2 separate regions of the Triticum aestivum genome follow, and region 1 is linked to region 2. Evidence: chromatin contacts called from public Hi-C data. All regions are on one chromosome and are shown on one strand. The core of a region is the stretch at or near the end of the contact, and the rest is flanking DNA. Distances in the headings are between cores, read along the strand shown.

Region 1 (3,652 bases), core at 21-2,520, 140 kb after region 2:
AGCACAACTCTATTCCAAATATGAGACCGCCCACCATTCCTTGCCAGCGAGGCCACATGTCCCCCTCTTCGTCGCGTTCTTCTTCGTGGCAGTGATCTATTTCTCGAGTCATTGTTGCATGCGTCTTCTCATTTGGCTGCGGCATTAACAACATTTCCCTGACTTCGATGGTGTTTTGGAGGTCCGGAGGTGACATCGAGCTTCACTCACGGCGCCCGCCAACGAGAGTGTAGGAAGAAGACATGTTGATTTTTCCAATGATCTTGTGAGTATTTGTTTGATTCTTTGAAGATGATCCTATAAGCGTTGATTGACTTTTAATATATGATGTTTCTTCTTTTATAAAAGAGATAAGTGCATTTTTCGTCCCTCAACTTACCGCAAAGTGTAGCTTTCGTCCCTAATTTTTTTTAGGTACAATTTCCGTCCCTCAACTCTTAATACTAGGTATAGTTAGTCCCTTGCAGCGGTATTCAACAGCCAAACACGGTTTTGACCTTATGTGACATGATTTTGGCCACATCATCATTGTAAGGTGGCATAGGGTCGCATGTCATTGAGAGAAATCTCTCTCTCTCTCTCTCACGCTTTAGATGGTCAACATGATAGTTGGGGGTAAGGATAAGACAATAGGTGGTATATCGGATCTAAACCGACAGAGGAGAGAGACAGGAGCACAATTCGCCGAGGTCCAATCCCAAACCCTTGGGGCATTCCCCTTACAATGACGACGTGATCAAAACCGTGCCATAAAAAGTCAAAACCGGATTTAGCCGAGGAATACTCATGTTAGGGACTAATTCTACATGATATCAAGAGTCGAGGGACAAAAGTTACACCAAAATATGGTCAAAACAATGACACATCAAATCAAAAACAGGGTTTGATTGAGGAATATCACTACGAGGGACTATACATACTTAGTAGAGTTGGGGGACGAAGATTATACCAAAAAAGAGTTTAGATATGAAAGCCACACTTGGTGATTAGTTGATGGATGAAAAAGCACTTTTACTCTATGAAATGATAAGGTGTTTTTTTACATGAAAATGAGTGTTGAATGAAAAGAGAAGAGAAGAATTTTTTTTTTGAGAAGGAGAAGAGAAGAATTTCAAAAGAAAAAACGAAAAGAGAAACTGAAGAACCGCAGCGGCCACGGCACGCATCTCCGTGCCGTCGTCGACACGGACACATCATATGCGCACATCGTACGGAGTACATCCATCCAGAGTTGCTCAAACACAGAGAGTTCCTCGACCTCGACCTCGACTGGACTCCCTTCGCTGTTGACCCAACCCGCCGCCGCGTCTAAGATGGCATCTCCGGCGCCGCCGCTCAAGGACGCCGTCGGAGTCCTGGACCGCGACCCCTTCGTCGCCCTCCTCTCCAAGCTCATCGGCGAGTCCCAGCGCCTGCAGAACGACCCGCCGGCCCTCGTCCCGCAGGAGGACCTCGTGGCGCAGCACGTGGTCGACGCGCTCCGCCCGGTGTCGACGGACACCGGTGGCGGCCCGCTCGTCGTGCGGAAGGTGAGCTACACCGACGGCCGGAGCAACGTCATCGTCGAGTACCCCGGCACCGTCCCCGACCGCGTCGTCTCCTTCGTCGGCATGCACATGGACGTCGTTCCGGCCAACCCTAGCGAATGGGTGAGTTCCTAGCAGATTTCGTTTGGATGTGTGAGTGCTGATTTCGGGGCTTAGGGTTCCTGGACGAAGGATTCGAGGGCTTTCTTGATTTGGGGGTCTTTCTAGCTTGTTGCCCGAACTGCACCCTTCCCTGATCTGTTAGTGCCTTCTAGATTGTTCTACCTTGGAATAGATGCATGTTTCGGCGCAGTACTGGTTTGTGGACTTCTGGAGTGTTGTGATTCAAGTTAGCACTTCAGTGGTTCAATTGCTGTATATATCTACTGTTTAAAGTTTCACCTTTCCTCATTGGCGCTGTTTGATTTCGCTCATTTTGTTTCTGTCGCATTATTAATCGATTAGTGATTACTAACAAGTTGTACCTCAAAATTTACTCTTGATTTGTTCGTCAAATTTCTGTTACTTTTGTTGGTTATTATAATCACTAATCAGTGGACTGGGATCTTCTACTCCTGCAGGACTTCGATCCCTTCTCACTAACATTCGAAGGTGATGACAAGGAAAAGCTTAGGGGCCGTGGGACGACGGACTGCCTTGGTCATGTGGCGCTAGTGACTCAGCTCATGCGGCGGCTTGGTGAGGTGAAACCACCATTGAAGCATTCTGTCATTGCGGTGTTCATTGCCAATGAAGAGAATTCATCGGTCACTGGCATTGGTGTTGATGGCCTTGTCAAGGATGGTTTGTTGGATAAGCTCAAAACTGGACCCTTGTGAGTATTGAACTCTGTTGCCTTGATAGAATGGCCAAGTAATGTGTCGTTCGTGAGGAATTCTTGCTGATTTAGTTGGTTATATGTGTGCTATTGTGAAGGTTTTGGATAGATACTGCGGATAAGCAGCCATGCATTGGTACTGGTGGGATGATCCCTTGGCATCTAAAGGCAACAGGGAAGCTGTTTCACAGTGGCCTTGCACATAAGGTACTGATTTGGACTCATTAGAACAATGTTCAGTTGCCACTCCTTTTTACTCTATATAACTGTATAGACACAAAATCTAAGAAAGTTGATGAAAAATGACCTCTTGATTCCTTCAGTGGACATATTTTTAGACACTCTTCTTACACCGGGAATAATTATAGTGAAGCGGGGGGAGTAGTAAATATTCTATAGATGTGATCTGTTAAATCATATAGTTGCTAGAATAAGTTAGCATCCTTGCGATTGGTACCAAAGTACCAAACGTAGATATGAATAATGGGACCAAAAACAAAATAACGCACAAAGTATAAAGCAAGTGATCGTTGATACATGACTGGTAGAACTTATTGTGTAATCAACTCTGCTGTTATACGTTTTTTTTTTCTGCACATGTTTATTTGACATGTCTTGTAATGTTATGGAGAGAGCTATTCAAGTAGTTCACACGGCAAAGAAGTCCAAATATAGCATTTTAACCTTTTCTTGCTGTCAGAGTATAAAAGTGCTTTTGAATTCTGAAGACCCTGTATCTGTTTTTTGTTTTTGTCAAAGGCCATAAATTCGATGGAGTTAAATATGGATGCACTTAAAGAAATCCAAACCCGGTTTTACAATGACTTCCCTGCACACGAGAAAGAGAAGCTCTACAAGTTTGCTACTCCATCTACGATGAAGCCAACAAAGTGGAGTTGTAAGTCCCTGTTGTACCTTTATTTTAAATATGTTTTAGTAACAGTGTATTTATAATATGTGGAAAAGAAAAAAAATCATTGGGTGTGGTCCAAACATGTGATGCTTTGCAGATCCTGGTGGTGGTCTGAACCAAATTCCTGGAGAATGTACAATTTCAGGGGATATAAGGTTCAACTCTTGCCCTGAGGTTCTTAGATTCTCTTTAATTGCACTTGAGATGAAATGATTCAATTAAGTTTTAGTTTGATATGTACTTTTCTTTGTGGTCTAGTTTGATGTGTACTTACTAGTGCTGGAGGAACTGAAACTGAATGTTTTGTTTTGAACACTTACTGAAATTAAATGTGGAATGCTTTATAGAGTAGAGTGTTTACATAGGAGTAAAAAA
Region 2 (3,950 bases), core at 212-2,711:
GTGGCCCGAACCTGGGTAAACGATCGTCGTGCTTTCTGTTCATCCTGCTCTCTGCGTTTAGTGCATTCCCCTCGCCGAACCACGAAGGGGCCTGTTGGTCCCATAGATCATCGTTCCACACTGACACTGTCGCCTTTGCCCTCGCGTCGCTGCACTTTCGAAACACCTGCTCCACCGAGGAAACGAGAGCAGAGGAGCCCACCGTCCAATAGTTGTCCGAGTTCAAAGCCGGCCCCGCCAAAGCCATCCAATTTGCGGAATCGGGCACCCACGTCACGCTGCCCGGATCCACGCGCCTCTCCTCGGAGGCGGAGTTGGACGCCCCTCCGGCGCCGGTACAGGTGACCGCCCCCTAGCGCCACAACTGTGTCGTGCTAGAGGTGTCGGGCTCCAACTACGAGGGGCCTATCGTGGACCTCACATTGAGCAACGGCGTCCAGGCCACGAGCTCCGATGAGGAAATAGTAGGGTGGGGAGACGGCACTGCCTTGCGTCCTGTAAGCCGTTCCGTGTCCCATGTCCACTCTTCCTCGCCGGCGACCGCACCTTCACTCCCGGGGCTCAGCCAGCCGGCGAATAGGACACAAACATGAAGATGAACTAGCCCCAACGAAGATTTAGACTAGGTTTTACATTCCATGTAATTGCGTGGATTCGAGGTTTTGGTAATGAGGTATCTGGTTGTGGAAGAAGACATTAGGATGTGATCAGTCATTGTGTGCGGACGTGTTCACGAAGTTTGAGAGGCCGGATTAGCTAGATGCGGTTATAGATGCTCTTACAATCTACTCTTGGAACCCAATTTCTCCCAAAATCTTGAACCCATTTTTTTTACAATCCTAGTAGCTGTTTACATCCTAACTAGTTAGGATTGTAAAAACAAAATATGAGTTAAATATTCTGAGAGAAGCTGAGTCAATTCTTAAGATTCTGGTAGAATCGGTCAAAAGAACTGGGCCACAATATCGTCGAATTTGACTTGATAAAAAGCACGTGAAGGCATGCGATAAATCTTCACATGTTGACAGTGGAGTAGTTTACACTGCCATCACAAAAGAAACAAAGCCACTCTCGATAAACGTCGGGTGATTCACATGGGATGCTTCCTCGTTCCCGTTGTAAACTGTAATCTTCTCCCCTCCCCAGTCCCCTCCCCGTCGCCTTTGCGCTCGCGTCGGCCGCACTTTCGAAACGCCCGCTCCACCGAGGAGTGTAGACTAGAGGAGCCCACCGTCCAGCAGTCGTCCGAGTTCAAAGCCGGCCCCGCCAAAGCCATCCAATTTGGCCGCGCCGCGCTGATCCACGCGCCCGCCTCTCCTCGGCGCAGTGGAGTGGAGCGGAGCGGAGTCCCGCCCGCCGTAATTAAGCCCGACCGGGGTAGGCGATTCCCAGGGCGCAGCGTTGACCCCCGTCCCGCTCTCCCACCCCACCCACCACCCCCCATCCCTCCCCCCACGTCACGGGTCTCGCTCCCTCCGCCCTGCCTGCCGCCGCGCCGCTCGTCCCTCCCGCCCTGCTCCACGGCGTGCGTGCCGGGTGCGGACAAACCCCGCCCACTCCGCCATACCGGCACCACCTGACAGGTCCGGTGAGGTCTTTCCCGGCCCGGCCCCCGGAGGAGCGCAACGCCGGAGCGGCCAAATTCCGATGTCAAATTTGCGGTTTTCGCACTTACGCCAGCGCTAAGTCTCCTCCTCCCCACTCTACTCTACTCCCTCCTTTGTTAGTGTGCACATCACTGACAGGAGTGAGCATAGAAAACTCCCTCCCTCTCTCTCTCTTCTCAACGCCCTGCCCCAATCCCCCACCCCCCCTCCCTCCGGCCCGGCCGCCCCCAATCTCGCCCCCCCTCGCCCCCAATCCCTCCCCGCTCCGCTCCGGCCGGATCCTGCGCCTCCCCCGCGCCCTCGCTGGATCCTGCCCCGGCGAGATCCCACCCCCGCCCCGGCGAGATCCCGCGGTCGCAGCTCCAGCCCCACGCCCGCCGCCGTCCCCCCGTATCGCTCGGTGCGATGTGCTGGTAAACAAGGTCTGCTCTGCTCCCTCCCCGTCGTCGTTGCTTTGCCTCTCCTCTGACCGGGCCGCGGCCAGCGTCGGATGCCATGGGCAGCGGCGCGTCACGGCTGCTCACCGCGTGCGCGTGCTCGCGGCCGGCGCCGGCGTCCGTCGACGCCGAGCCCTGCCTGGACGACGCGCTCGGCCACTCCTTCTGCTACGCCTCCGCCGCCGCATACTCCTCCTCCTTCCGCCACGGCATCTCCGGCGCCGCGCTCTCCGCCAACTCCTCCGTGCCCGTGCCGCTCTACCTCTCCTCCTCCGCCGCCGGCGCGGGCTCCGTGCCGCAGAACTACTCCTCCGCGTTCCACACATCCTCCTCCTTCTCCTCCGCGCCGCTGCAGCTCTCCAACCTCTCCTCGGGGCCCCTCTTCCTCTCCGGGCCCATCGACCGCGGCGCCCAGCTCTCCGGCCCGCTCGACGCCGCCGTGCCCTTCTCCGGCCCGCTCCCCACCAAGCCCACCAAGCGCACCTCCTCCTCGTCCAGAGGGCTCTCCAGCAGGTTCCGGAAGCCATTATTCGGCAGCCTGCGGCGGAGCGTGTCCGAGAAGCACCAGCCGGCGCTCATGGTGCCACTCCGCCGAGACGACGGCGTGCAGTGGGCGCACGGGCGTGCAGGGGAGGACCGCGTCCACGTGGTTGTCTCCGAGGACCAGCGTTGGCTGTTCGTCGGCATTTACGACGGCTTCAACGGCCCTGAGGCCCCCGACTTCCTTGTTGCCAACCTCTACCGCTTCCTCCTACGCGAGCTTCGTGGGATATTCTACGAAGAGGCAGACAGGGATAGCAAGCGGCTGTGGCAGTTCCTCGCTGACGGCGACGACGATGACAATGAACTCGACTTTTCAGGTTCCGGCCGGTTTGCAATGTCGCTTGCCAGGCTCAAGGAGCGTCGGTTCAACATGTGGGCACATGCAGCGGCTGTGGGTGATGATGAAATCAACAGGGAGTGGGGTCCCAAGAAGTTGGAGGCAGCGCCAGCAGTGAGAGATCATGGAGCTGTGCTTGGTGCGCTCACTCGGGCGCTGGCCTCGACGGAGGCAGCATACCTCGACATGACTGACCAATCAATGGGATCCCACCCGGAGTTGGCGGTGACTGGGGCATGCCTGCTTGTGGCATTGGTGAGGGATGACGATGTGTATGTAATGAATCTTGGGGACAGCCGCGCCATTGTGGCGCAACGAGCAGATGATGACCATGGTTGCGGGCTTGGAGCCATGAGGATGGATGACATCGGCGTGGGATTGGAGATCGAGTCAAGGCCTGTCGGATATCCCATGATTGGGCTCGAGGCATTGCAGTTGTCTATCGATCATAGCACCAGCATCGAAGAGGTAACTTTGTGCTGACACTCCTCTGCATAAGCAAATCTGTTGACACAACTTAGAATGAGTTTGTAGCTTATATACATTTATGTTCTATTGACCTGCTGTTCCACTGTTTATTATGTGTACGCCAGAGCTTCTGTCATTGTCTGTGAGCAATCTGCTCGCGTCTCTAAATGCAAAACGTGCGTGCCTCTGTCAGCAGTAAGGCACTCTAAATGATCAAACCATCACATTATTGTTCTTTGCCGGGCTTGCATTCATATTTCGTAGAACTAACCATGGAAATCATTTTATTGCAAATACCTGAAAGCTTTAAAGTTGAAACACCAAGGCAAAAAAAAAGTTTCATGTCTTCATGAAAAGATCATGCAGAACACTTGTTATCCTTGATGCCTTATTTTCAGTTGGTCAGAGTCACATCCATTTGTTTCATCATTTGGTCATTTGCTGTTAGGTTCCATTTCCATTACCCTTATTTGTCTTCTAAATTTGTCAATGAAAGCAGTTTGTCATTTTACCCCTTGCACTATCTATGCCTATGAATTCATATTATTTGTTATGATA

What was found. Hi-C and Micro-C count contacts between places; a contact is called where the count stands out from the background.
Region 1: a contact with region 2 is called in a Hi-C map of leaf, with 4 times the contacts expected there. The contact joins the promoter of LOC123128045 here to the promoter of LOC123128043 in region 2. A contact is called at or near these places in 2 of 5 Hi-C or Micro-C datasets (both in leaf).

Annotation. Positions count from the first base shown.
Region 1 is chr6A:489,302,988-489,306,639 of IWGSC CS RefSeq v2.1, forward strand. LOC123128045 (acetylornithine deacetylase) reads left to right here and starts at 1,271. Exons shown (of 10, transcript XM_044547946.1): 1 at 1,271-1,649; 2 at 2,108-2,361; 3 at 2,463-2,571; 4 at 3,124-3,262; 5 at 3,375-3,432. The coding sequence starts at 1,314.
Region 2 is chr6A:489,160,359-489,164,308 of IWGSC CS RefSeq v2.1, forward strand. It overlaps LOC123128043 (probable protein phosphatase 2C 26), which reads left to right and starts at 1,462. Exons shown (of 4, transcript XM_044547944.1): 1 at 1,462-3,392. The coding sequence starts at 2,103.